Regions from separate parts of the Mus musculus genome. Here regions 1, 2, 3, 4, 5 and 7 are each linked to region 6. A link is a contact called in public HiChIP or PLAC-seq and promoter capture Hi-C data. All regions are on one chromosome and are shown on one strand. The core of a region is the stretch at or near the end of the contact, and the rest is flanking DNA. Distances in the headings are between cores, read along the strand shown. Region 1 holds the start of Gpatch4 (G patch domain containing 4). Region 2 holds the start of Hdgf (heparin binding growth factor). Region 3 holds the start of Prcc (papillary renal cell carcinoma (translocation-associated)). Region 4 holds the start of Cks1b (CDC28 protein kinase 1b). Region 5 holds the start of Efna1 (ephrin A1). Region 6 holds the start of Khdc4 (KH domain containing 4, pre-mRNA splicing factor). Region 7 holds the start of Efna3 (ephrin A3).

Region 1 (3,876 bases), core at 897-3,396, 640 kb before region 6:
ATTGCTGAAGAGCTAAGTATGACTTTAAACTCCTGATTCTCCTGGTTTCACCTTCCACGTGCTATGAACACAGGCATGCACACATGCACACCATAACACACACCAAGCATCTGTGATACCCTCTGCAAACACCTAGAGCTGGATCTAAGGACATGCTGGCCTTGTCTATTCCTTTTTGGATTAGAGTTCATGACCACCGTGAAAGAGCACAGAAGCAAACAGGCAGACACAGCACTGGAGTAGTAGCTGAGAGCTCATGTCTGATCCACAGGCACAAGACAGAGAGAAAAGTATTGGGAATGACATTGGATTTTGAAACCTCAAAGTGACACTGCTCCTCCATCAAGGCCATGCCTCCTAATCTTTCCCAACAGTTCCACCACCTGGGGACCAAGAATTTAAACATAAGAGCCTAGCGACATTTGTACTCAAACTACTATAGGAGGTGCTATAAAAATGTATTGGTTAGCAGGATAGTGAGATGCTCCTATTTGCCTGTGGTGATTTGAATTTGAATAGGTTTGGCCCCCATAGAATCATGTGTTTGAATGTTTGGCCCAAAATGAATGGCAATATTAGGAGGTGTGGCCTTGTTAGAATTGATGTGGCCTTGGCAGAGGATGTGTGTGTCTCCCATGATTAAGCTCTGCTCAATGTGGAATTCCAGTCTCCTCCTGGCTGCCTGCAGAAGGCAGTCCCTGTCTCCTGCCTTTGGATTAAGATGTAGAACTCTCAGCTCCTCCAGCACCATGTCTGCCTGCAGGCTGCCATGCCTCCCACCACGATGATAATGAACTGAACCTCTGAAATTGTAATCCAGCCCCAATTAAATTTTTTTTCCTTAGAAGAGTTGCCTTGGTCATGTTGTTCCTTCACAACAATTAAGACACTATCCTAATATGGGCCTCACACAAATGATACACAGATGTGACCAGATAACTCTTTTGTTACAAAAGACTCCCGTTCTCTTGACATGGTCAGGGTAGTAGGATGATTTTCAGAATTCACCCATTGCATCTCTGTTTCTGCTATCATGGGTTTTGTTTTGTTTTGTTCTGTTTTGCTTTTTTAAAGATTCATTTTTAATTATGTGTTTCTGTGAGTGGGCCTGTGTATATGTTTATAGATACCAGCAGAGGCCATGGGTCCCCAGGAGTTGGAGTTTACAGGTACCTGTGAATACCCAACATGGATACTGTGCATCTTTTTTTGTTGTTGTTTTTGTTTTGTTTTGTTTTTCGAGACAGGGTTTCTCTGTATAGCCGTGGCTGTCCTGGAACTCACTTTGTAGACCAGGCTGGCCTCGAACTCAGAAATCCGTCTGCCTCTGCCTCCCGAGTGCTGGGATTAAAGGCATGTGTCACCACCCAACATGGATACTGGTAACTAGACTTGGATGCTCTTGAAGATCCCCCACTGTAATTTCTTTTCTTTTTAATTAATTGTTAAGGATGTAATTTTATATGTGTGTGTGCGTTGCCTGCATGTATGCATCTGCAGTTCAGAAGTTAGAAGGTGTTGGATCCTCTGGAATCCATATGGGTGCTGGGAACTCAATCTGAAACACTCTTAATGGGTTAGCTATCTCTTCTGCCCTCAGTGTATTTTCTTTATTATATCCTTTGCCGTAATTGCGTTCTAGATAACAAGCAAATGGCTATTCCCATATGGGGAGGCAATATGAAACGCTCTTTTCCCTTGTTTTTGGGCGGCCGGCCGGCCGCAGAAGCCTACAACTGCTGGTGGGAATGGTGTACTTGCAGCTCCGGTGCCCTGGACCCCTTTTCGTCTCCTCTTCTTGGAGCAAGTCTACATGCTCCTCCAAGTTAAGGGTCGAGTCTTAAGTGTTCTTGTGTTCCCAGTACGAAAGGGACAAGGTAGTGTGCAACCAGTGCTGATCCCGCTACGCAGAGCCTGAGTGTCCTTGCCTCAAGGGAGGCACTAACTCCGGAAAGCTCAGGATAGGGTCGGGGGTGGGGGTGGGGGTGGGGGACCCGAAACAGAGGTTAGGGCGGCGCATTGGCTTCCAACAACTGCAGGAAGGAAACTAGCACCCAGCCTGGAACTCAGTTTCCGTGGCAAACATCCAGGGGAGTGGCTACTGTCAGGACGTCTCTATGGTTTCTGCATCCTAGAAGGGCCAAAGTTCACTTCCGGGAAGATGGCTGCACCCAAGTCGGGTGTCACACGTGCTTCCACGGAGAGGACTGTACACTGACGGTAAGGAGCTTGCTTTCCCCAGGGGCGGGAGCAAGGGCGAAGATCGGAGAGTAGTTCCACCCTGCTGACTCTGTGGCTGCGGGGCTTGGATTTATAACCGGAGGAAAAGGCGGCGGCTGGTCCTCTAGGCTGCTGCAAACGGGTGGCTCTGGACATCCCTGGAAACTGGCTGGAAAGGAGACCGCGTCTCAGTGTACTTGCAGCCTTCGCAGATCAGGCTGCGTCTGCCCACGCCGGCCCATTGCAAGTGCGTTAAAAAACGATTCCTACTGTGTCACTCATTTCAGTCCAGAAACGCTGAACGATTCTCAAGGGCTGGGAAATAAAGCTTGCCTCCGCCTTCCGGGAAGTGTGGTTTTGAATTACTGTGATGAGAAATAGAATGTGGGGAAGGCTTACAGCAGAAGAAAGAAGCTGTAAAGGTACAAAGCAGTGAGTTGCTCATGAAATGCTTCACTACCAATCCTGGATCCACTACTTGCCAGTTGTTTGGTGTTCGAATTAGCAGTGTTCGATTTCTTCTTTGTAAATTAAGGCTAAGTAATACCTTCTTATAAGATGTTGGCAGGCATCAATGAGACAATCCATGTGAAGCAGTTAATAGCAGGTTCGTGGTGAGTCAATGCACTACAAGTGTGGGGTATGATTATTCTTACTGTTAAAATAGTCAGAAATAATTTGGTATTTATAATAAGTGGTATTTGCATGGTGACCTCAGCATCTAAATTTTACTTCTGTTTCCATTTCAAGAAGCAAGGTAGCACCTGGGAGAGAGGCAGGCCAGTGTAACCCAGGCTAGCCAGGCTAATTAGTAAGCCCTCAAAAACAAAAAAAATCCAAGAAGACCACTTCTTTTTTTTTTTTAATTTTTTTTTAATTAGGTATTTTCCTCGTTTACATTTTCAATGCTATCCCAAAGGTCCCCCATATCCACCCCCCCCAATTCCCTACCCACCCACTCCCCCTTTTTGGCCCTGGCGTTCCCCTGTACTGGGACATCTAAAGTTGGCAAGTCCAATGGGCCTCTCTTTCCAGTGATGGCCGACTAGGCCATCTTTTGATGCATATGCAGCTAGAGACAAGAGCTCCGGAGTACTGCTTAGTTCATATTGTTGTTCCACCTATAGGGTTGCAGATCCCTTTAGCTCCTTGGGTAATATCTCTAGCTCCTGCATTGGGGGCCGTGTGATCCATCCAATAGCTGACTGTGAGCATCCACTTCTGTGTTTGCTAGGCCCCGGCATAGTCTCACAAGAGAGAGCTATATCTGGGTCCTTTCAGCAAAATTTTGCTAGTGTGTGCAATGGTGTCAGCGTTTGGAAGCTGATTATGGGATGGATCCCTGCATATGGCAATCACTAGATGGTTCATCTTTTTGTCACAGCTCCAAATTTTGTCTCTGTAGCTCCTTCCATGGGTGTTTTGTTCCCATTTCTAGGAAGGGGTTAAGTGTCCACACTTTGGTCAAGAAGACCACTTCTTTACCCCGTTTTTGTGTTGCTGTATTCACAGTTCCGTTTCATTTGGGCTTCATGCAATCATCCTTCCTAATGGAAAGGTGGATAGACATGTGATTCTTCCTAAACTCGACTGTCACGATTGCTAACACCCTGCCTCCATTTTATAAGGTTTTGTGAGCTTTGGGGCATTTAGCTA
Region 2 (4,194 bases), core at 1,084-3,583, 780 kb before region 6:
GGTCTAGGCTTCTGCTCATGCTGTAACTGAGCCTCTGAGGTGCTTGGCTTGGCTCAGGGCAGCTGGGGGAGCGGAGGTAAGGACTGGATATTAAATTGCAGCCAAAGCCAGGAAGGTTTATGGCAACAAAAGGAACCTGCTTGTGGCGTGCTGTCTGCATGGGCCATTGAGGGAGGGGCCGGGAGGGCTGCTGCCAGCAGAAAACTTTCTTTGTGTGTGTGTGTGTGTGTGTGTGTGTGAGAGAGAGAGAGAGAGAGAGAGAGAGAGAGAGAAGCTGAGGATCAAATCTAAGGCCTCTTTCCTGCTCTATCACCCGAGTTCCATTCTCAGCCCCATCAAGAATTTAGAAGTTGCTCTTGCTCTTCCTCTCTGCCCCCCCCCCCCCGCCACCCCTCCTCCGTATTCATGGCTACTCCTCTACCCACTCTGCCTTTCTCTGTCTCTACTACCCCCTCAACTCCCCTCCCCATGCCCTAAATAAACTCTATTCTACACTAAAGTAATAATAACTTAGAAGTCTTACTGATACCTTTTAGCCAAGTGGAGAAGAGGGTAGGACCCTCAGTTTTAATTAAATTGGAATGTGCATGATTTGAGTTTAAAAACATGTAAAATTTCATACTTATAGGACACAAAAAAAAACTCATTAAACTTTTTTTTTTTTTTTTTTTTGGTTTTTCGAGACAGGGTTTCTCTGTATAGCCCTGGCTGTCCTGGAACTCACTTTGTAGACCAGGCTGGCCTTGAACTCAGAAATCTGCCTGCCTCTGCCTCCTGAGTGCTGGGGTTAAAGGCGTGTGCCACCACGCCAGGCATCATTAAACTTTTTAAAGAATTTGTGATTAGGGTTGAAGAGGTGGTCAGTTGCTGCTCTTCCAGGAGACTCAAGTTCAGTTCCCTGAACCCATGTGAATGGGCTCACAATGACCTGCGACTCCAGCCTCAGGGGATCTGACACTCTCTTCTGCACACCACACATGTAGCATGCATTCACAAACACAAATAAAAACTTCAAATCTGAGCTGGTGAGATGGCTCAGTGGTTAAGAGTGCCTACTGCTCTTCCAATGGTCCTGAGTTCAAATCCCAGCTGTTTGTGGACCATTTGAACTCATACATGGTGGCTCACAACCATCCCTAATGAAATCTGAGGCCCTCTTCTGGAGTGTCTGAAGACAGCTACAGTGTCTTACAAATAATAAATGAATAAATAAATATTAAAAAAAACCTTCAAATCTGCTGGGCAGTGGTGGTGCACCCGTTTAAGAGGGAGAGGCAAGTGGATCTCTGAGTTTGAGGCCAGCCTGGTCTACATGAGTTTCAGGACAGCCAGGGCTACACAGAGAAACCCTGCCTTGAAAAACCAAAAACAAACAAACAAAAACCAGAAACCTTCAAATCTCTTTAAAAAGAGAGTATGCAGGCCAGCCAGCCAGGGCTACATACTAAGACTGTCTCCCCCGGCAGTGGTGGCACACTTCTGTAATCCCAGCACTTGGGAGGCAGAGGCAGGCGGATTTCTGAGTTTGAGGTCAGTCAGAGTGAGTTCCAGGACAGCCAGGACTGCACAGAGAAACCCTGTCTTGAAAAATAAAAAAAAATAAAAAAAAAAGACTGTCTCAATAAAAATAAGATATAAAACAATTAGATATAAACAACAAAAAACCCATTGCACAGAGATGTAATTACAACAAAATCTTGTTTGGTTTGAGATCTGAGATCAAGTTTTGCGCACATCATTCCTTAGAATATAACCCAGGCCAAATACAGTCTTCAAATTAATACTATATATCTCCAAACTAGATTTAGTGGTATCCAACTGTCTTTATCGTTTAGGACCTCCTTATTCTAGTGAGGGTAATTGGTGATAGTCCAGATACAGCTGTTAATTTAGAGTAGACTGAAATGGTAGGACTCGAACTCTTATACCGCCACCAACAGAAGCACGTGGAGTGTGTGGGGTACACCTCTTGCCTTGGCGGTCTAACTAGTTAGAAGTCAGAGGCGCAGAGCAAATACGTGGGTTGGGACATGGCACGTGGTAGGGGGGACAGAGCGCAAGGCAGGCCACAGTAGGCCCCGCCTGGCCAGGGCATTCAGAGGAGCCCGGGGAGGGGCACGTGCAGCCTGTCCAGCGGGCGCCAGCTCCTTTTGGGCTGGCACCCACCACCCGCCCGCACACAAAGCCCGCTCGGCGCGCTCGGCACTCGGCTCTTCAAGCCTGTGCCTCTGAGCCCCGCCTGGCGGCCTCCAGGTTGGGTGTGAGGCCGGGGCAGGCTGTAGGCGTCGATTGGCTGCGCGCATCGAACCGCCGCGGGCGGGAGCGCGAGGGGAGGAGTGGGCCGCGGGGGGTGGAGGAAGCGGCCTCGCTCGCGCCGAGGAGGGAGCAATTGAATTTCAAACACAAACAACCACACGAGCTAGCGCTCCCGGAGCCGTGTGTTGCCCACCGCGCCCGGCCCTGTCCGAGCGGCGCGCGGGCGCAGACGCCGTGGCTGCCCCGGAGCTCGCGTCGGGGGCCGGCATCGAGGCGGGGGCCGCGCGAGGGCCGGAGCGCAGCGGCGCCGCAACCGCCGCACGCGCAAACTTGGGCTCGCGCTTCCCGGCTCGGCGCGGAGCCCGGGGCGCCCGCGGCCCCGCCATGTCGCGATCCAACCGGCAGAAAGAGTACAAGTGCGGAGACCTGGTGTTTGCGAAGATGAAAGGATACCCACACTGGCCGGCCCGGGTGAGTGGCGCGGCCGTCGCGGGCCCTGCTGCGGGTTGCATAACGCTCGGGAGGGCACGGCCGCCGAGCGCGGAGCGGGCGTAGGGGCAGGGGTGCCAGGCCTGTTCTGGCTGGCGGGAGCCCACCACCGCTTACATAACGGAGGCGATCGCGGCCGGCACCTGGCGGGCAGCGCCGCGTGCTCAGTTCGCCCTCACCCCTCCGTCACAGCGGCCGAGGCTTCGGGCTCACGGTGGCGGGGGGGGGGGGGGGAGCGGCCCGATGGTGTGTCGCTTCTTTCGCCGCGAATCCCAACCCCTTCTCGGAGCCCCGCTTGAGCCCTGAGTCTCCATTGATAGTTGCCTCCAGTTCAGGTTTCTCTGGCTGGACGAACGGGTGCGAGGGGTCTCAGTTCACAGAGGGTTAGGTGGATGTAGAGTTGGCGACTCACAAACTTTCTTGGAGCATTTTGGTAGGAACTCTGAAGTTGGGAGGGTCGTGAAATGTTTGGGGACGACTTACTTAAAAATGGTCTTGCCTGGCCTGGTGACTCTGCCATAACCGATTTAGCCCCCAGCTCTACAAGAACATCCCTCCATATGCCTCCAGCTCAGACTTGGAACTGGAGGCAGCAGGGCCCCCGTGTGCTTTGGGAAATCCAGTACAGACGACCTTAGCGCGGTGTGGGGGATTGTGGGACGCTGGAGTTTCCTCGGCTTCCCATTAGTGAGCGTCTCCAGTCAGGGAGGCCGGTGTCAGCCATGTGGTTGTTTGAACCCGCCAAGAGTAGGGCCTTCCCCATTCCAGCACCTGGCCAGGTGGGAGGGTGGGGCAGAAAGCCTGCTGTGTTTATCACCTTCCCTCCCAGGAAAAGGTGTGTGTGTGTGTGTGTGTGTGTGTGTGTGTTGGGGGGAGGGTTGCTTCTGGGAATTTTTCAAAACGATTGTAGAGGGGGCCCTTGATACCGAGTGAGGGCATGACTCAGCCCCTTAGGGTGTGGAACTTGTGTAAAAGAAATCCTCGGGCAGAAAGGCCTGGAGGGAGGGGTCTCAGGCAGGATTGCCTTGTGAATTTTACAGTATGGCTGACTGTTCATCTGGCTCAGTACGACTCTGAGGCTCCATGCTGTCTTCGTTCCTATTCAGGGTGTCAGGACACCTTGATCTTTGAGAAAACTCAAGTGGCCCTCCATATTCTCTCTCTCTCCCTCCATCCCAAGGAGTGTGTTCAATCCTACTTGCCTGAGCCTTGCTCACTGAAACTTTAAAATGGGTCAAGTAAGGCCTGGGTCTGGCCTGGGAGTGCAGTGCAGAGAGAGAGAGGCCAGACTCTTTCCAGAAGCTTAGAGGGCCTCGAGGGCCTGACTGAAGCTAGGCTTTGTATATGTGTGTCATGTAAACACTCATGTAATTTATTACCTTGCATCCTCTGATCCATTGGCTTCTTGGTCCAGATGCCAAGGCACTGGTAGGGAGGGCAAGAGCTGGA
Region 3 (4,030 bases), core at 69-2,568, 800 kb before region 6:
TCAATTTCTTATACCAGGGATAGTGTAATACACTTTTTAATCCAGCACTTGGACTCTGAGACAAGAGGATCACAAGTTGAAGCCCAAGCTGAGCTACACAGTGATTCAAGAAAAGCCTGGGTTACAATACTAGAACCATGTCAAAATAAGTAAACATTCCATCTCTTCTCTAACTCCACTCATGTCCTTTACCTCCTTCCAGCCTTCTTATTTTAGAGATGGGGCAAAGGATAAGGCTGGTCCTGGATGTTCAACAGGAGCACTTTAGTCCCACCAGCTGTCACTTCAGGCGCCACTTTTAACCTGCCCTCAATATGGGAAGAGAAGCCAACTGAGATAAAGATGCTGAAAGGGAAAGAATTGTCTCCATGCATGCGCCTTAAGCCTGTCAGTACCAAGGATACCACGCATCCCTTTCTGCAAGGAAGTCCCAGGTTCCAGAATGCCTCATGGCCAATACCCTAACTCCCCAAAGCAGGCAAGTTCAGGTGAATTTAACCGCCTTCTAAGAGGATTCCAGCGGCTCGGAGTCAACGGATGCGTTTGTCGAGCTCCATTATGGTTACAAGTCCCTCCTACCCCTAAACTCCAGCCCAATGGGACTTGAGGTGCCCCCCCCCTCCATACTCACATCGCCCTTCTGCAGCTCCGGCGCCGCTATCCTAACCGGTTCGGTTCTCTTCTTTGGCTTGGGAAGGCCCAAGGGGGGTCCGACACCGCCCACAGCTGGGGGCAGACTGAGCCCAGGGCCTTGAGGCGATGGCAGCCCCAGCCCCTCTCCAACTCCCGCAGCTTCAGCAGGGCTCACTCCTGCAGGTGGCGGGAAGCCGCCCAGGCCAAAGGGCAGCGGCGGAGGCGGCTGCAGTCTGGGGTCTCCGGTGGGCGGGGGCAGCAGGAGCGGCGGGGGGAAGGCTGGGGCCAGCATCTGGGGGGGCGGGGGCAGCAAGGCCGGGCCTTTGGGTGCAGGAAGAGAAGCGAACAGGCCTCCTAAAGTGGGCCCTGGCATAGGAGCCGCCACATCCTCTTCCTCCGGCTCCGGCTCCGGCTCCGGCTCATCCGGCTCACTATCGTCGCTGCTGGCATAAGCAACCAGAGACATGGCGCCTCCCGCCTTTGGGACGCCCTTGCTGGCAGACTAGGCCTACTTGAGACCCGGGATGTCCCGGCGGCCTAGTAGGCCCTACCAGCGGGCAAGGCGGGGAACCGAAAAGCGCCTCCTGCTCCGTGCTCTAGAACTATCCCCGGCAGGAACCCATGGCTAGGGTTGATTTCCACCGAGTAAGAATTCCCGCTACACTTAAGCTCCTAGCACCAAGCAACTACACACACCTAATGGCCGCCGAGTCACTCCGCCTACTACTCACCTCACAGACTTAAGAACTACAATTCCCAGAGAAGACTTTAGCAACAACCCCATTCTCTACCTCCGGGAACTCAGTGCAAAGCATGGCGGGAATTGCAGTCTAAAGGTGGCGTAAAGGGTGCGCAGAAAGACTGAGCGAAAGCTTCCTCTGATGCAGTGATTCCTGGGATTCGTAGTTTGTTTGTTTGTTTGTTGTTGTGTGTCCTTTCAAGTCCTATGTTACTACAAGCCCCATGGATCAGCGCGGTAGCACGTAAGCATTTAGAGCATTTCGGTACTTGAAGTTCCTCAGAGCAGCTAAGGATTATGGGAGCTGTGGTACCCTTAGAAACTGCAAGTGTTGTCGGGAAAGTGATGAAGTCTGGGAAAGTAAATAGCTTAAAGGGAAAGTTACCTGTAAATAAAACAGTGATGCTTCCGAGTCGACCTGGGTGTTAGAACAAAGCACCCCAAGAAAAGACAAAGCTCTAGGGTACGTTATAAAATTAAGATTGCGAAGCCAGAAAGAAAACGAGGCCGCAGGCATCTGAGAGCATGGCAAGGGTGGTGTCATGCACCTTGAATCCCAGCACTAGGAAGTCAGACGCGGGCGGAGATCTGTGAGTTCGAGGCCAGCCTAGACTATGAAGTGAGGTCCAGGACAGCCAAGGTGACACAGAAAATCCTGTCTCTGTCTCACAGAAAAAAAAAAAAAAAAAAAAAAAAAAAAAAAAAAAAAAGAGTCAGTGCTCTTAACCAATGAATACACCAGTATACATCTAGTAACAGTACACACCTCCCATGAACGCTATCCCCATGAGTGTGGGGACTTGGGCTCCTTCCTCAGCAACTAGTGAGAAGCACGGGAAACTAGGGCAAGGTATTGGAGAATTGGAGATTAATCACTTTACCTCAGTAAAAGGACAGACTATGGCCCGGTACACTTCCAAGTTCTTAGGGGTTGATCACCTGTGCCCACCCTACAGTGCATGTGTCTTTGGCATTCATTTCTTGGCTGGATGTGCTGTCTTCTCGGCCTTTGCGTATGGCCCTCATATCCACCCACTTTTACTGCAGGCTTTTTCACATACTGCCCGTCTATGATGACGTGCTGTGCAACTGCTCTTCCCTGGCTCCCTGTGATTCTGGATCACTTCTGTCACCCTCTAACTGAGGGCCCTCTACTTGCCATGTCCTTTATACATGAACCCATCTCTCTGTGGGTACCTCCCTGCTCCTAAGAGCAGAAAACCTTTGAGGTCAGCCAACAACGAAAGAGCTGCTAGAGTTTGGCAGGGAGGAGGCTAAAGAACGTGGAAAGGGTGCTTTGAGCGAAGGATGAGGATTGTAAAGACTGTGAAAGGATGTGGCTCTTCCTCACCAGCCTCCTCGCCATGTGTCTGAACATTTGGCTTCATACACAAACTTATACCACCTTCTCTAGACATCTGCTTAAATCTCCCAGAATAACTTGTATACACCTGTGTTTAAACTATACTGAGTTTAGGCAGCTCAACATTACAGTGCTTAGCTAGCATGCACGTATGTACATGATTCAGAATTTGACACCCCACTGATACCTGTCCCCCCCCCAAAAAAAATTAAGATTTATTTATAGCCCAACAGTGGTGGCGCACGCCTTTAATCCCAGCACTTGGGCACTTAGGAGGCAGAGGCAGGCAGATTTCTGAGTTCAAAGCCAGCCTGGTCTACAGAGTGAGCTCCAGGACAGCCAGGGCTACACAGAGAAACCCTGTCTTGAAAAAAATATATATTGCCAGGCGTGGTGGTACATGCCTTTAATCCCAGCACTTGGGAGGCAGAGGCAGGCATATTTCTGAGTTCAAGGCCAGCCTGGTCTACAAAGTGAGTTCCAGGACAGCCAGGGCTATACAGAAAAACCCTGTCTCGAAAAAACAAACAAATATATTTTATGCGAGTACACTGAAGCTTTCTTCAGACATACCAGAAGAGGGCATCAGATCCCATTACAGATGGTTGTGAGCCACCATGATGTGGTTGCTGGGACTCAGGACCTCTGGAAGAGTAGTCAGTGATCTTAACCACCCAGCCATCTCTCTGTGCCACCCCAAAAACAAATTTTAATGTATATAAGGAAAATGTGCCCTAGGAAAACTGAAAACTACAAATCCTTGCCTGGGCATAGTGCACATGTCACCACCGCCCGGCTTGTTTTTTTTTTGTTTTTTTGTTTTTTTTCTAAAGAAAGAATACCAACGGGCAGCAGTGGTGCACACCTTTAATCCCATCACTTGGGAGGCAGAGGCAAATGGATTTCTGAGTTCGAGGCCAGCCTGGTCTACAGAGTGAGTTCCAGGACAGCCAGGGCTATACAGAGAAACCCTGTCTAGAAAAAGAAAAGAAAGAAAAAAAGAAAGAAAGAAAGAAAGAAAGAAAGAAAGAAAGAAAGAAAGAAAGAAAGAAAGAAAGAAAAGTCCAATATTGATTTCTGTCCTCTTTCTCTCTCTCTCTCTCTCTCTCTCTCTCTCTCTCTCTCACACACACACACACACACACAAACACACACTCACACACTCACAAATACAGAGCTGATTATGGTAGCTCATGCTGAAGGGCCCTTTTTATCCCATTTTGTCTCCACTCAGAAATGGTTTATGGCCATAAACCATTTATTACCCATCCTTAGTATAAGGTATTTCTTTTGCT
Region 4 (3,992 bases), core at 1,342-3,841, 730 kb after region 6:
ACACGAGGGCTTTGAGGTCACACTCATCTGACAGGGCTGTGGCACTGGTGGCTCAACTCCAGAAGCAAAGCAGGTACCAGCACATTCAAACAGTGTATCCTTTACATATCAAAGTGAGAAATAAGAAAGCAACATGGTCACGCGATCAGAAAGATGGCAGGGAGTGAGGACAGCTGTGGACCGCTCGAGGCCGGAAGGCGGTTCGCCGGCTTCATTTCTTTGGCTTCTTGGGCAGTGGCCGTCGGAACAGTAAGATGTGAGGTTCTGGAAGAAACAGTGAAATCTAAGAAAGAAACTCCCAGCATTCTGAGCAGTCGACAGTGCATGCTACTGCGCAGTGCAGTGCTACGGACTCTTCACAGCATGCAGGTGCACACAGCCCGAGAGCCTGCCCTTTCTGCCACGCACAGAAGTGTTACAATAGAATTAACTGTCTTTGCTTATCTGGAACAGATCCAGTGATTTGCAGGGGCCATCACCAGGATATATGTGGCTTTAAAAAGAGTCCCCTCCAATGACTGACGCCCTCCTCCCTCTACTGCTCTGCTCTGTAATCTCCCTACATTTCACTGACCTGGTTCATGGATCATATAGTGGACCCATCCCTGACTCTGCTGAACGCCGAGGTTCCTCCATTCAGATTCAGACATCAGATGGGTTTTCGGGACCAGCTTGGCTATGTCCTTGGGCAACATGACATGCCTGTAACAGAAACATGGGGATGTGAGTGAGGACTGTGTCAGAGCTGTCAGTCTGCCAGACACTGACCTACATACTGAGAGCGGAGTGTGGCACACGTGCCATGATTCTGGCACTCGGGGATATGGCAGCATGACCGGGAGTTTCAGGCTATCCTGCGCTACAGAGAATCTGTGAAAATAAGTAACTAGCCCAGTGTGGGCACTCCTTTAATCCCCGCACTCAGGAGGCAGAGGCAGGTGGGTCTCAGTTGAGGCCAGCCTGGTCTACAGGGCAAGTTCCAGGACAACCACAGCAGCAGATGAACCCTGTCTCAAAAACACAAAACCAAACAACCACAACCACAACGAAACAACAACAAACAAAAACAAGAAAGAAAGCAAAACCAAAATAAAAACACCATGGGTTTTCACCACTTTCATAAGAGTTATTAAAACCACAAATGAGCAATTTGATGTGTGACTCCTGGGTATGAGATACTGACGATATTTGTTTCTCCTTTGATCACAGGCCTCACAGGCCTCTAGCTGGTTACCTACTCTAGGACTGTGTGGAAAGGCCTTTTACGGAACAGGTATGAAGACAAACATGCAAATGTTCATACTTCTAAGGGATGTGCTATGATACTTGGAAAATCCCAAGCTTTCCCAAACATAAGTTTATGGCAAAAAATTACCTGACTTGACTCAGGCTACCCCAAGTAGATTTACTTTATCATGCTCAGTGAAGATGTACTAAATGCTTCTTCCTTTGTGATAATAACAAGAGCCCCACCCCATTGTTGTCCAAATGTCAGAAAAGAGCTTCCATTCTAACTGTGACTTCGATACACAGAACCAAAAAAAAAAAAAAAAAAAGAAAAAAAAGAAAAAAAAGAAAAAAAAAAAAGAAACCCAAACAAACCCCTCCTTTAAACAAAAATGCCAAGGCTAAGCTGGAGTTACAGCTTCCCAGAGATGAAGCCACTCATTTCTCCAGCCATGCAAATGCTGTAAGTGTAACATTGTTACAGACGTGGAAAACAGCTGAGTACTTTACACTTGAGACAAGGTTCCATCTGTAGTGTGATCTGGGCTGGACCCTATGACAATCCTGCAGCCTCAGCTTCCAGAATGCTGAGATTAAAGATGTGAGCTACCGTACCAGCTTATCTTGCACCTTAACAGAAAACACTTGAAACCTCTATGCGCGCCATGAATGATCAAGTATTTGAAAGGTATCTACCCACGGCCACAGTCTTCATGCCACTCCAAGTCCTGTAAAAGCCTATCTAAAACAAGGCTGACAACTACTCATCTTTTTTATAAACTAAAAACCACCAACACTGAGGCTCTCTTAGAACCGTCCTTTCATCAAGAGCATGAAACTTTCAGTTCTGCACGGGCTACCTTCTTTCTCCCAGCAGACTTTGAGATTTCAGTAACGCGAGCAGTTCCTATTAGGGAAATCGCCACAACAAAGTTGCTTTAGTGATGTGAATTCCCAGAGGTAAAACTGATCAGAGCTACAAGACGCTTCAATTTAACAGCCGGCCAACTCTAAGTTCCCTTTCATTGTTTTACATCCTCCGTCCACCTTTTGCGCATGTGCTTTGCTGCTGTACCCAATCCCACCCCCACCCCACTCCCCGGTAATTCCTTGCGCACGCGCCCGTTCTACACTGTCCCCCGCCCCCATCCCCCGCCTCCCACTCCGGCCTAGGTAACTAACTCCTCGCGTGCTCTCTTTTGTCTGTAGTCCCCGCGCCGGCACTAACCGGTATTCGAACTCCTCGTCGTCGTATTTGTCCGAATAGTAGATTTGTTTGTGGGACATGATTGCTCTGTCCGAGGGCGCTCAGCCCCGCGCCGCAGGCCTCCAGACAACTCCCAGCAGCACGCGCTCCCACCCTCTTTGGCCTCGCTTTCAAACACACCGCCCGCACTTCCTATTGGTCTCTGCGGCCGAAGGCGGGACAGCTCCATTTTGAAGTCCTCGATTGGCTTGCTTTGGCGTCTCTTCAAGTCGTAAATGGAGTGCTGTGCTCAGGTTTCTGAAGAATGAGCTGGGTCAAACTAGGATTCTCATTGGCTCTCACTGCGCCCCTTGAGCCTGCTGGCGCAGCCATTGGCCAACTTTGGAAAGCAGACGGGTAAAGGAGGGACAGCGAGGTAGGGGGTCAGGGGTTAGTGAGGCCGGAAGTGAGTGTAATAAAGTTTGTCTGGGGAGGCCCAGGCTGGGGTGAAAGTTGGGGCGGTGACTTAAGCAGACAGTTGCGTGATCCGGAACCAGATCGGCCCGCGGTGCGGTGCGGAGACTCCATGAGACCCTGGTAAGTCTAGACTTTCTTTCTGTGGCGACCAACTCCTCTTCCACCCCGGAACCCCTCTCCCAGGACCCTACTTCCGGTCTTGCTGTATAAGTCCCGCCCCCGAGACCCCTCTCCGGAAGTCCCACCTTCCTACTTCAAGGGGCTCCCTGAACCCCGACTTGTCTCTTATGATCGCGACCACACCCTGTGGTCTTACTTTCCTGGGAATCGCACCCCCAGACGTGTTTCCCAGCACCATATGATTAGTCTTCCTTGTTCTCTCTCTGAGTCTGCCTCTTCAGGATTCTCGGTTGAACCCAGTCTATCCATTGCCTGGCTTCCAAAAGAGGGAAAACCGTGCTTTTGAAAGACCGATGTGACTTTGTAGAAGTGACGCCTCTTTGGGACCCCGCCCCTTTGGGACCCGCCCCTTCCACTGTCCACGTCCGATCCTGGGAATGTGCCGTACTCCCTGTTTAGGGACCTTGTCCCCTCAGGATTCTCCTTCCTCTTGGGCTTGGGTCAGTGCCGCAAAACCCAGGTCTTAAATGCCTGACGTTTCATCCGCTTCTATATCCCTCTCCTTGTTTTAAGCTTTGGGCTTAATTCTCCTGAGCTCTGGTGCTCCATAAGGTGGGGGGTTGAAATTTGTGGTTGTAAGGAGTGAGCTTATTAGCAGCGTCGCCCCTCTCCCCTCTTCGCCCACCCCCGTAACCTTCGAGAGTGAATTAAGTCGAAGGGACTGAATTTCGTTTACAGCTGGAGAGTGGATGAAGGAAAGGAGACTCTTGACTCCTTTGAGACCCCATCCCAAAGACAGCCATAGATGGCACCTTCCCATGCCTGGATTGGACTAAGCATTGGTTTGTGTGAGCCTAACGGGAGTCAAAGTTTTCCTGCTGTCAAAAGAAAAACTGTTTTGGAGACAGGAGTAGAGGTTCTCGTCCTTTCCGCTGTTTTTACAAGACCCCTCCCCCTATCCAGATATTCTAGTTTGGCATTC
Region 5 (4,143 bases), core at 557-3,056, 590 kb after region 6:
CTAGCTCACAGTGGCACCTTTCTCTGCCACTGCCTTTGCCTGGAGCCTGGTGAGCCCAGGATTAATGCCCACTACCCTGAGTCACCTATGCAACCCTACACCCGCCCTGTTCATTGCCACCTCATCTCTTCCCCCAAGCTGGGCCTGGCTAGACCGCCCATGACCTCCACTCTAGACTGGCTTTCCTGTGGCTGTAAATAAGACAGGGTTATGTGTGTGTCCAGAGGGCCAGGGCTGAAGCTATACTTAGCGTACTATCTCCTACACTTAACCTGCCTGTGACACTTAAGTCTCCATTTGGAAAAGGGGGCTCTATTAGTGGTGGAGTAGACAGGGAGGGGGGCAAGGAAGAGGCTCCTTCCTGAAAGAGAGGAAACCTGGGAGCTTGGGAACGGAAAAGGCCAGGGTTCCCCCCTCCCTACTCATGACTTCCCGTCCCCTCCTCCTCCTTCAGCCGACACCTGGCATGGGCATAAACAGGGACTTTGCTCTTTCCCACTACTAGGGCAGGACTAGGTCAGGAAGGCAAGGGGCAGGCGCAAGGGCAGGCGCAAGGGCTGGTGGGGCGCAGCAGCACTCCAGGGCCAGGAAGACAGTGCCTTTAGGGTGGCAGCTGGCTCTATCTTGCCCTCCGACATGCCCTAGACAACAGACCCTCAATAGGCAGTGCCAGAGGAAACTGGCCCAGCATCTCTCTCAGGGGAAGGGGAGGCAGGCTCACTGGATCTGGGAGGGAGGGGTTTAGTGGCATTCTGTGGCCTCGACTTCTCACCTCTTCTTGTTCCACCATATCCCCCTCTTAGGTTTGGCCCTAACACTCTTCTCATAACTTGAAGAAACTCAAGGGCAAGAACAAAGGGCCCGACAGTGTCTTCCTCTCAATACCATTTGCTTCATAGCCCTAAAACCTGCTCCGGAGAAATTACCTCCTTCCTGTTACAGCCTTTGTAGCCCTGTGAAGCCCCACTCTGCTCCTCCCCAAGCTTCCCAGCGACACTCCTCTTACCAGTCCCTTAGTGTGACCACCTCAGCCACTCCCTCGGTCGACCCATACACAGCATGTGCCTAATTTATGCCCCCCCCAACCTTGGAGGCACTCTTCAGGGTCATCTTAAACACAGAATGAATATCTAATGCCCAAAACCTAGATTCCTACGGAGGTTCTTTCCAAGGCTCCCTGAGCGCTGTGCTTACTCTTGACGTCCATAGGTGCCTGTTAGTATACAAACGCCCAAGTGGCACACAAAAATGAGAGTGCACAGAAGTTTCATGGGGGGACTTAGAGAGCCCCGGAGGCCAGGGCCAACGTTCCAATTCTCAAGGCAGGAGTGCCCAGCAGGAGAGCCTTACTTTAGAGTGATGAGATGCCAGAGGGCAGAAAGAGAGGGCTGAAACAGCCAGCGCCTGTGCGAGCAGGCATGAGCAGGTTTCTGCCCTGGTCGGCTGTTGCCAGGTAGTAAGGGGAGATACAGACGGAGGTGGGGAGCTATAGAGTCCAACCCATCCCTGGCCACCTCTCCTAGGCGCAGGCCAGGGGTTGGCAGGGACAGTTACCCTGCGAAAGGCCATTGCCAACCCGGCACCCAGGCTGCCAGGGAGTCTCAGGGCTTACTTGGGATTTGAACTGTTCCAGAAGACGATGTGGCGGTCAGCAGCGGCCAGACTGCAGCACAGACCCAAGAGAGGGGCCCAAAGGAACTCCATAGCGCGGGGCCGGGCCGAGCCAGGCCAGGACGAGAGCTCTGCAGTGTAAGGTTCCCACAGGCTTCTCCACGGTACAGTAGGCACCACGATCACAAATCTGGCCTCTTCGCTGCTCGACTCCGCCTTTTGGGCTGGCGCCGCCAACACCAGCCCCGCCCTCGCCCCGCCCGACGCGCGCTGCCCCAGGGCTTGATGGCTACGTTGGAGGTGGAGGAAGGGAAAAAGACTCTGGGAGGAAGGACTCCCATATCTCAGCGACGGAGAGCGCTCCGGGGTCTGCACAGATCCTCCCATAGCTGTGTGTGCTCACTTACGGGTGTGGGGGTGGGGGTGTCTATGTGAGGCTCTGTTGGCTTTGTGGGACTGAAAGCCATAGCAAGCTGGAAAAATGGAAGAACTTATACGTGTGGGTCTGGGAACCAGTGGCTTCAGGACTTGGCTTTGCAGCGCGGGGCGCCAATCTTGTCAGGGTGTGAGGTGGGGGGATATAACCACACCTTTCCTGAGATTCACACCCAGGCCCGCGCACTCGCCTTCTCACACTCTCTCGTGACCCCCTCCTCCCCCCGCCCCCCCAGCAACACTCCCCCATGCCTTGACTCTGGCTTGGCTGCCCCTCCCCACACAGACGCGGCTGTTTGTTTTTGTTGGGTTTGTCAATGTTGTCTTTGTTCAAGAGATTGTGTCATCGCTTAGATGCCGGGAATAAAGTGCGACGTTGTGTGTGATCGAGCGTGTAACGTGTGCGGCCAGGGCTAAGGGCTACTCAGTCCATCAGTACTTTATGCGAGAACTCATAGTTGGGCTCAGGGGCTGTAGGGGGGGATGTTCCTAATATTTTCAATAGCGCCAACGTACGCTAATGACCTGTTTATACATTTCACGTGTGTCTTGAGCGAATGCGCGCTTGCAGATGGAATGTGGGAATATGGTCATGAAGAGTGACAAACTAACCGACCTGACACATGTACATATGGCGTGTGTAAATGCGTGTGATGGCGGGTAGGTGTAAAGACACTTGTGTGTGGAAGCGTGTGAAACGCCTGACATACATATGCTAATGTTTGTGAACAGTGTGTGAAGAAGAGGAGAAACGTGTTTGGGCGTGCAGCGGGGGTGGATTGGAGTGGGGGGTAGTTTGGGCGGCTGTGTTTGACTGAGTCTGACTTGGGTCTTCCAGTCGGTGGGCTCTCAGTACCAGGCTCAGAACCCCTCCCCCTCTCCATGTAAACAACCCTGCAGGAATTCACCTCTCGAATCAGCAGCTGTCTGGAGAGGGGTTGGCGGCGTCTGCGCCTGAGATGGAGCTGGCGGGCAGGTGTTTGATTAGGCTCGAGTGCATTCTTGGAGCCGTAAAGTCAAAAGCTGAGTGCTTGGTAGTTTGCGTGTGTGGCGGTGAGCCCGTGTGCGTTGCAGGGTGTGATGGGCGGGGGTTTCTGTCCCTGGTCTCTCTTCTTTGCGGCTGCGCATCAGGGCAAGGCGCGGACCCGGGGCTCTTTGCAGGGTCCGGCCCAGCTTCCGAGGCTTCCAGGCCGTTTCATCCCGGTTTTTTACGGCCAGGCTTGGCGGCAGACCCTGTAATTACATCGGGCCAGGACGCCGTGGCCAGCTCGGTGCTGAGCCTGCAGGGGAGGAGCCAGGAATTGAGGAGGGCTCTGGCTTTCCTCCTTCCCTCCTAGGAGGTGGGCCCTGCTTGTCGCTCTCACCATAAATATTTACTGAGCTCCAACTAGGTGCCGCGCCCCGTAACCCCGCACTAGGGTCAGGGTCCGTCTTTACTCAAGCATACGCCACCGGTGCGCAACCTGCCCTAGGCGACGTGCCTGAGTCCCATGCGTGCGGCTCGTCCCTCCTTCCGGGTTCGAAGTTTATCCGCTGCCCTAGGGAAGCACCTCACGCGCTTTTTGCTCACCTGGAGGAACACCAAGGTGAAAGTCTCCCACACACACCACGAGGGTTCCTTTACTTCATAGGGTTTGGTTCTGTTCTCTGCTTAGTGCCCGGCGCAAGCAATAACAGTAGCCGGTCATTGTTGAGTAATATCACTCACTCTAAAGGTGCAAACTTGTGGCTGCTGTGAAACTCAAAGAGGAGTTAGATAGTGTAACATCTTTAGAGAAAATAGCCCAAAATTGCCCCCGGGGAAGATGGCTTTGGTCCGGATCACCTCTGCTGGCAGCCAATCTCCCTCCGCTCAGCCTAGGGAGGACGTGCCCACCTCCTGCCTGCCTGAGTGTGAGGCTGGAGCAAACTGGATGGAGAGGGTGGCTGAAACCTGGGCACTGACTGGACGCAGAGCCTCTGGCTTAGGATGATCTCCAGCATTTTCACTTCAGGCCTTGATCCTATCCATGTTTTTGCGCTTTTAGAGGTAGCTCATCTGTTTAGGCTACCCCTTGGCTGGATATTGCACCTTAGGCCGCAAGGATGAGGCTAAGA
Region 6 (3,787 bases), core at 519-3,018:
GGCAGTATGTCTCAGAGATGACAAGTATATCAGGTGAATAAAAGATACTTAGGTTTACAGTGGTGGTTGTAGGTTCACGTCCTTTCACATAGTATCAGCAAGACCTCTTAGAGAGAGAGAGAAAGACAGAGAGACAGAGAGGGAGAAGAGGAGGAGGAGGAGGAAGAGAAAGAGGGGAGGAGAGAGAGAAGAAAAGAGGAGGGGGAGGAGGAAGAGGGGAGGAGAGGAGAGAGAGAGGCAAAGGAAGGAAAGAAAGAATGTAGAATCAAAGTTGCTTTGCCATGCTGATTTTAGTCGAGCACATGACTCAACTATTCAAGCCTGGTGTTCTTCAGGCAAGTCTGTTTCCTCAAGACTTATTTACTTTGTGTGGTGTTGGCAACTGAACTTTGGACTTAACTCTGCTCCACACTGGTTCGTCCTGCAATTCTTTCCCAAGTCAAAAAAGCCAAAGACTCTTTGGAGTCTAGCCCTAAAAGATCAAGGGAGCACCTCTCACACTAGTGTGGTTGACACCACAGAGCAGTGTCTTCATCCCTACCACAAATGTATATTTATTTATTATGTGCCCAAACTCTCTATTATTTAGCTTTTAAGTGAATTTTTTTTTTTTTAAAGATTTATTTATTATTATATGTAAGTACACTGTAGCTGTCTTCAGACACTCCAGAAGAGGGCGCCAGATCTTGTTACGGATGGTTATGAGCCACCATGTGGTTGCTGGGATTTGAACTCTGGACCTTCGGAAGAGCAGTCGGGTGCTCTTACCCACTGAGCCATCTCACCAGCCCCAAGTGAATTTTATTCTATGAATTATGTCGGAATGTAAGTATTTCTATAAGCTAGCATTCTGGGTTTGTTTGCTTTCTGTTGGAAGAATACTTGCATAAACGTTAAGGATCTGTTTTTCAGATTCACCCAAAACTCCTTAGAATTCAAAGCTTTTCAGTATATTGAAGAGGCAGTCAAGTGTAAACACACAGCCCTCAGAGAAGGGGATTTCATAACTTTTGATTTTTAATCTCCATTATGACAGTTCTTAGATCAGAGAGCAACTTTCCTTGTGTGCTCCAGGGATCTAACTTACATCGTTGTTTGTCTACTAGCACCTTCGTCTGCAGGGCTATCTCTCAGTCCCTGGCTTCGTTTTTTTTAAAAGCTCCACCTCGCTGAGCAGTTTTTCTCCAACTTTACTTGTTTTATAACAAGTTGTCCAAGTGCTTACGAGTTTGCCAAAACCAATGTTTTTGCTCATGGCCACCAGAACAGCCCCCCCCCCCCCATGCAGCGGGCTGACTGGAGCTTCCTATCCCTAAGGGTGGGTGGGTGGGGGACCCAAAACAAAACAAAAAGAGAAAGAAAGAAAAGGAAGTTGTGCAAATGACTTTGGAAAGAATCATTTCCTTTTTTCATAAGCTGAATCGAGAAGTGCGCTGAAGTCGCCGGCAGGGTTCTCCTCCGCTACAGGCTGGGACTCCACGTGAGCAAAGAGAACGCGGAGAAAGTCGGCTTCATTTTCTGACTTGTCTTCCAGGCAACTCGCTTGCCCACAATAAAAATGGATTCTCCTAGCCCGCAACTCGCTTTTAAACCAGGCCCAACAACCATTTTTATTAAGGGCAAGAGAGCAAGCCGGAGAGTCGACAGGCAGGCACTCCTGTCACTGAGACGCCAGACGCTTTAAATCACCGAGGGTCCAATCGGAATCAAGAGTCCTCACCGGACCCGCCTTACCTCACGGCCGGAAAAGGCCGTGCGTCAGCGCGTTGGGCGGAAGTGGCGGGAGGGCGGTGGTGGGTAGTTGGCGGGTGGTTGACTGGAGCAGGCCGCCATGTCCGCAGGGAGCGCGACACATCCTGCCGCTGGCGGGTAAGGGCTTCGCGGGCCAGGCTGGGGGCAGCGAGCACGGGCCCGGGGCAGGGAGACCGGCGAGGCTGCGTGTGGGCCGGACGGGCCGTCTAGTAGGACGCGTCCGGATGCCGAGGCCGGGGTTCTGGAGAGAATGTTGAGCTGGCCTCGGGCGCCCGGAAAGAGGCCGGCCGCGGTGCGAGAGGGAAGGGAGGGAACTCGGAGCCTTTTAGAAGGACGAGCCAAGGAGAAGGCGAACGCAGAGCGTTCCCGGCCGAGCCGAGTCTCCGGATGGAAGTGACTGGAAAGGAAATGTTTCGTAAGGGGATCGGAATAAGGGGAGTGGGACTGAGCTTTAGATAGGAATCTCGGGCACGTCTCGGGACCATGGCAGGCGACGCGGGATGGAGTGTACGAAGGGGGAGACTACACAAAGGAAGGCCGTGGGCCTCAGGATTTCCCTTTTCCTACCTGTAGGCGCCGCAGCAAATGGGATCAGCCAGCGCCAGCTCCGCTTCTCTTCCTGCCGCCAACGGCCCCAGGTGGAGAAGTCGCTGGCAGCGGGGCGAGCCCCGGGGGCGCCACCACCGCCGCCGCTCCTTCAGGAGCCTTGGATGCCGCCGCTGCCGTGGCTGCCAAGATCAATGCTATGCTCATGGCCAAAGGGAAGCTGAAACCATCTCAGAATGCGGCCGAGAAGGTATTGCGAGCGCTAGACGCTCTGCGCTTCGGGATTTTCTTTTTCCTCCCCTTTCTTCACCTTTCAGTTGCTTGGTCATTGGGGTTAATGAAGATGAAACCGGTTAGAGTGAAGATCACGTTTGGGAGTATTTAGATGATACCTTGTTAAATTGTTCCTGCAAGGCAATGAATGGGCTTTGGTTTTTTTGTTTCAGGCAGAGACTCTGTATATTTAGACCAGGCTGGCCTGCTTGCAGAGATGCCTCTTGCCTCTGACCCCCCAAGTGCTGTGCCCCATCATTGCATCCTGAAGTCAGGCAGTTTTAATTGATGTAGTTCCCTTGTTTTGTTTTTCGAGACAAGTCCACGTAGTCTTGGCTGTCCTGGAACCGTGGTTTAGCCTCGAACTAATGGGGAGATATCCGTCTCTGCCATCTACGTAGGATAAGGACATGCGCAGCCACCACCTGGCTGGTCTTGTTACTTTTATGGACTAGTTTTTGTGCTTAGAAACTTAAACTCAGTTTTTTTTTATGGATATTTGAGGCAATATGTTTTTGATCCATGAAGTTCTGGTATATCAAGTCAGTGTTTTAAAAATACTCATTTGTATGTATGTCTCTCAAGTGTCATAGGATTTGGGGCTTGGCAATGTGAGGGATTGAACTAAGGTCATCTTGCTTGGCAGTAAGTACCTTTATGCTCTGAGCATCTTGTTGACCCTCAGTGAGTGTGTTGGTATGACACACACAGTGTTTGTCATCAGGAAATGACATAGCCGTGGTGAATGTGGGAGGTCGGAGGATAGCCTTGGTATCAGTCTTCACCTTCCACCTTGTTTGAGTCCCGAGTCCGGGTCTCTGTTTGCCGCTGTGTTTATATTAGGCCAGGGATTCCTCATCACTGTCTTCCATCATGCTGTTGGGGCATTGATATGACATGCCTGATGCGTGCTTTTTGGAAATTAAAACTCACATCCTCATGCTTGTGTGGTGATCACTCAAGAGCCAAAATATTTTTTAAAAAAATATGTCTTGTAGCTGGGCAGTGGTGGGACATGCCTTTAATTCCAGTGTTCAGGAGGCAGAGGCAAGTGAATTTCTCCCTGTCTCCAAAAAGGAGATGAAAAAAAAGCAGCAAAAAAAGTTATCTCTCATTAGATCTAAAATATATATTTTAATGACTAAACACAATGAAATATGAGCTAAAAGTGGAGAAATAAGTTGTGTTTTGATCTCAGACAAGTTGAGAGTATTAT
Region 7 (3,972 bases), core at 176-2,675, 640 kb after region 6:
GGGGGTCGTGGTCGAGGCCCTTCAGGTCCCCTCCCCTGGGGTCTCACCATTTGTTCCCTAGTCGGCCCCCAGGGCGGAGAGTCAGAAGCAAAGCTGCCGCCACCGCCCGGGCAGGTGTGACAGTGATCCCCGTGTCCCCAGGGATCCCCCTACCAATACACTGAGGTGGCCAGAGTGATACACACGACAGCTCGGCAGGGAGAAGACAAGGGCAGCAAGGACTGTGCAGAATGATGGCCCGGTCCGGCAGCCGGCACCGAGCCGCCGCGCCACACACCGGAGGAAACCACACGGCCGCCCTGACACCCGCCCAGACCGCGGCGGCGCCAAGAGCCACCCCAGCCCAGACAAGACTGGCCACGCGGACACCGACCGCAGCCCCCTCCCCGATCCGCCGCCCGCTCCCACCCCTAGACGGTCGCCGACGCAGACACACAAATCACACACAGACACACGCACACTGACAGCCGCGCACGCCCGTTCACACTCAGTGCCATACGCCGTCCCTAGCTTCAGTGCGTGTGTGTGTGTGTGTGTGTGCGTGTGTGTGTGTGTGTGTGTGTGTGACATGCCGACATCTCTGCCTTCTTCCTTCTCACCAGTACCCTGCGTTCCTAGGGCCCCCCAACTTCGCGACCCTGGCCCGGCTCACCCCAGCAGGGCTTATTCACACAACCAGAGCAACCCCTTACCCTTCGTCCTGAGGAGGTGGAGAATCGGAGTTCCTGCCTTAATGCCGAACCCCACTTTTAAAACCAAGAGTCTTAAGCAGAACCCCATCAACATTACAGGCTGAAAACAGGTCATCCTTCAGCTCCCAAACGCAGCGGCCTATCCCTAGCACACCGGTACTCACAGACTTCAACCTAGCCAAAAGGAGCGTGGATGGTGGGGGAGACTACGGGACAGAGAACACTATTCCATTGGCGAGTGTGGAGAGAAACCAAGATGGGGTTAGGGACCCCCAACAGCCTCCTCCGCACGGCCAGAGCGCTCTTTACTATGCCCCAACAGCTTCTCTCAGACACCCCCGAGTTTCACAGACGCCCACATAGTGCGTCCCCTCTCCCTCGCCTCTCGGTACCAAGCCTGTCTCCCAGGACTGCTGCCAGGTTCCCCTAGGACTTCTCGGGCCCACCAGCTCCCCCATCACTGACGCGGGACGCACGGGTTCTCCGGGTCCCCGACTCACTGCTGATTGGAGCTGTTCCAGTATACCGCATGCCGGTTTCCCAGTGCGCCCCCAGGCCCCTGGGCCAGCAGCGGCAGCAGCGGCACGGGCACGAGCAGCAGCAGCAGCAGCAGCGGAGCCGCCGCCATCCCCGGAGCCGCCGCCGCCGCCGCCCCCCGACTGAGCCCCGCACTCCCGGCTTCTCAGCTTCCCAGCTCCCTGCTGCCGCCGCTGCCAGCCCCCAATCTTAGTCACGCCCACAATCCTTCCCTCCGCCCTTCTGGGCGCGCCCCCGAAGCCCCGCCCCTGGCGCGCTCACGCGGGGCTCCGCCCCACTTGAGCCCAGAGCGCGCCGCGCGTGGGCGACCCATACTGTGTAGCCCCTTTAGGAACAACGCGCCTCTCCTCTCTCCTAGGTGATTTGCTGCAGAGGTTTGCGTCTTTAGGTCCCCCAAGCTTGGAGTTCACAGAAGGATTTGGAAGCCAAGACCTGGACATACATCTGGTGTAGGTCCACACCTTTCTCCATAGAGTGTGGGGGCGTTGAGCGAAGATCTACGTCTGGAATAAGCAAGAGTAGACCCATATCGGACCTCTACTTCCTCCACCCCTTTCCATGTGTGCAAGGAGTTAAATGGACACAAGATGGGGAAGCCTTCAGGTGGTACCAAGAGCTAACAGCTGGCTGCCTGAAGGCCCTCACCTGAAGCCAAACCAGAACACCTCAGCCCAGAGTGTCACCTTCTGGGGGCTGGGCACAGTAGCTATACTTCCTTAATCCTGACACTCTAGAAGCAGAGCCTGGCAGATCTCTGTGAGTTCGAGGGCACCTACATTGGTCTGTGTAACAAGTACCAGGCCAGGCAGGGCTACGCAGCGAGACCGTGTCCCCCCACCCCCACCCCCCGCCCCGTCTCAAAAAAAAAAAAAAAAGCCTAAGCCTTCTATGGTAATCCAGGGCAAAGGTATTTGGTGGTGGTGAGTTGCCAAGGCGAGTTGGAGCCAGGCAGGAATGGAGCAGTCTTCTTGGAAAGCCCACAGAGGTCCCCTCACTGCCTCCGATTCCCTCAGTGATGTCCTTAGGCACGCTCATTCCTGCTTCCATAGATGCTTTCTCTAAGGACAGAGGGCACCTTATATTCCAGCACTTGCCACAGCAGTTGTCTTCTTAGGGACATACAGGCACAAAGATGACATGCACACAGCGATGGGAGAGAAAAAAAATAAAGGTGTCCATATCCAGAAACAGGAGCAATGGACACTTGACATACAGTCCAATCTAGGCACACAAGGTGCCTATAGAGTAGAAATTGGTGTAAACATAGGCCCCTAGACAGAGACACTGACGTATACAGACACACTCTTCTCCCATGTGATTGACCCTCTTTGTGAGGGATCCAGAATACAGATCTACTAGGCATTCACCCCTTATCTTGTCTCTTTCCCAGAAGCCCAGACTGAAAGACAAAGCAGAACCGGGCCTTACTGGGTTCTTAGAACCCACAGCACCTGTGCCCAGGGAGGCAGGCACATTGCTGTTTTGTTGTGTTTCAAGAGGTAGGAAAGATAGCAGCACCTCAGTCAGTTACCTTTGGCAGTACAAGGCCCTGACCACACGCCTGCCTTGGGGGAAGGGCACCGCATGCACAGTAGGTACCATGCCTCCCTGCTGCTAGGCAAGAGTGGGTGCTGTCCTCCTGGGATACCTCTCCACTCCTGGGAGATACCTTCTCTCTCTTCTTGGGAGCCAGAAAATAAATGAGGCCCTTTGAGATGGGAGTGAGGGACTTTGCAAACAGCTCTCTTCATTCCCAAAGAGATTTGCTTCACCCAAATAATGCTAACTGCCTACTCCTGGGAGTTCCAGCCCCAGCCCCAGCCCCAGCCCCAGCCCCAGCCCCAGCCTCAGCCCCTCTGTGCCATACCTTTGCTTCAAAGAAGTAAGCGTCTCTCTGTAAGGCAGCGTCACCGGGTAGCCTGCCCACAAGCATACGAGTGCAGGGTGCTGGACTGGTCCAGAACTTTTTTTTTTTTTTTTTTTTGAAAACTTAAGATTTCTGTTTCTAGAATCTGGGCTCCAAACTGGGAATGTACTTATTGGTAGGGCATTTGTATGAGAGCCTAGGTTCAATCCCCATAACTGGAAAAATACACAAATAATAAAACCTGGCTTTAATTTAAAGATTTGTGTGATTTGGGCCCCATTCTCTAGAGCCCAGAAATTTCTCTTTAGAATGTTGTACTCCACCCTCTCTGACCAATAGTCATCCATAGAGCTTCATAGCGGGAGAGGCGGCTCACAGGTTAAGAACATTTTCTATTCTTCTAAGAGGACCCAAGTTCATTTCCCATGACCCACACCAGATGGTTCACAACTGTCTGTAACTCTAGCTCTGGTGGATCTTACACCTTCAAAAGGTACCTGTACTCACTCACACACACACACACACACACACACACACAAGGGGGGTCCACACATAATTATAAATAGTTTTTTAAAGGGGGGCTGTTTTCCTTGAACTGTTTCCCTTGTTTTCCTGGGACCCTCTTTGTTTAACCCTGGGTTTAAGACCATCTTTTTTTTCTCTGGCCAAAATCCGACTTTGAACACTCTGTGGGGCCTGTGTCTGTGGGATCTGATCCTCTGGTATTCAGGCTTCTTCCATGGAAGTGTTAGCTGACTGATTTGGGCCCCTCTATGAAGATTCTGTCTCTAGAGTGCACTCTTGGCAAGTGGTACTTTGTACAAAAAAAAAAAAAAGCAAACAAAAAACGTGCAACTTCCTTTGGTGGGAAGTGGG

What was found. Promoter capture Hi-C pulls out the DNA fragments that hold promoters and counts their contacts. HiChIP or PLAC-seq counts read pairs in DNA pulled down with a chosen protein or histone mark.
Region 1: a FOXA1 HiChIP or PLAC-seq map of pancreatic cancer cells shows a contact between it and region 6. The contact joins the promoter of Gpatch4 here to the promoter of Khdc4 in region 6. A contact is called at or near these places in 1 of 39 promoter capture datasets (liver) and 1 of 115 datasets of contacts at active chromatin or transcription factors (pancreatic cancer cells).
Region 2: a promoter capture Hi-C map of pre-B cells shows a contact between it and region 6, with 4 times the contacts expected there. The contact joins the promoter of Hdgf here to the promoter of Khdc4 in region 6. A contact is called at or near these places in 2 of 39 promoter capture datasets (liver and pre-B cells).
Region 3: a promoter capture Hi-C map of pre-B cells shows a contact between it and region 6, with 2.2 times the contacts expected there. The contact joins the promoter of Prcc here to the promoter of Khdc4 in region 6. A contact is called at or near these places in 2 of 39 promoter capture datasets (erythroid cells and pre-B cells).
Region 4: a contact with region 6 is called in a promoter capture Hi-C map of pre-B cells, with 2.3 times the contacts expected there. The contact joins the promoter of Cks1b here to the promoter of Khdc4 in region 6. A contact is called at or near these places in 4 of 39 promoter capture datasets (erythroid cells, fetal liver, pre-B cells and 1 more) and 1 of 115 datasets of contacts at active chromatin or transcription factors (pancreatic cancer cells).
Region 5: a FOXA1 HiChIP or PLAC-seq map of pancreatic cancer cells shows a contact between it and region 6. The contact joins the promoter of Efna1 here to the promoter of Khdc4 in region 6. A contact is called at or near these places in 11 of 39 promoter capture datasets (the 3T3-L1 cell line, 3T3-L1-derived adipocytes, cranial neural crest and 7 more) and 2 of 115 datasets of contacts at active chromatin or transcription factors (bone marrow-derived macrophages and pancreatic cancer cells).
Region 7: a contact with region 6 is called in a promoter capture Hi-C map of embryonic stem cells, with 4 times the contacts expected there. The contact joins the promoter of Efna3 here to the promoter of Khdc4 in region 6. A contact is called at or near these places in 4 of 39 promoter capture datasets (the SN4741 cell line, cranial neural crest, embryonic stem cells and 1 more), 1 of 484 Hi-C or Micro-C datasets (embryonic stem cells) and 2 of 115 datasets of contacts at active chromatin or transcription factors (pancreatic cancer cells and pro-B cells).

Annotation. Positions count from the first base shown.
Region 1 is chr3:88,040,960-88,044,835 of GRCm38.p6, forward strand. It overlaps Gpatch4 (G patch domain containing 4), which reads left to right and starts at 2,147. Exons shown (of 8, transcript NM_001110809.2): 1 at 2,147-2,220.
Region 2 is chr3:87,903,988-87,908,181 of GRCm38.p6, forward strand. Hdgf (heparin binding growth factor) reads left to right here and starts at 2,334. Exons shown (of 6, transcript NM_008231.4): 1 at 2,334-2,727. The coding sequence starts at 2,641.
Region 3 is chr3:87,884,244-87,888,273 of GRCm38.p6, forward strand. It overlaps Prcc (papillary renal cell carcinoma (translocation-associated)), which reads right to left and starts at 1,319. Exons shown (of 7, transcript NM_033573.2): 1 at 632-1,319. The coding sequence starts at 1,099.
Region 4 is chr3:89,415,700-89,419,691 of GRCm38.p6, forward strand. It overlaps Cks1b (CDC28 protein kinase 1b), which reads right to left and starts at 2,592. Exons shown (of 3, transcript NM_016904.1): 1 at 2,456-2,592; 2 at 575-702; 3 at 1-264. The coding sequence starts at 2,514. The coding sequence ends at 212. It also overlaps a transcript of Shc1 not described here.
Region 5 is chr3:89,277,839-89,281,981 of GRCm38.p6, forward strand. It overlaps Efna1 (ephrin A1), which reads right to left and starts at 1,807. Exons shown (of 5, transcript NM_010107.4): 1 at 1,613-1,807. The coding sequence starts at 1,704.
Region 6 is chr3:88,684,019-88,687,805 of GRCm38.p6, forward strand. It overlaps Khdc4 (KH domain containing 4, pre-mRNA splicing factor), which reads left to right and starts at 1,769. Exons shown (of 14, transcript NM_028814.4): 1 at 1,769-1,869; 2 at 2,326-2,548. The coding sequence starts at 1,832.
Region 7 is chr3:89,321,514-89,325,485 of GRCm38.p6, forward strand. It overlaps Efna3 (ephrin A3), which reads right to left and starts at 1,426. Exons shown (of 5, transcript NM_010108.2): 1 at 1,193-1,426. The coding sequence starts at 1,320.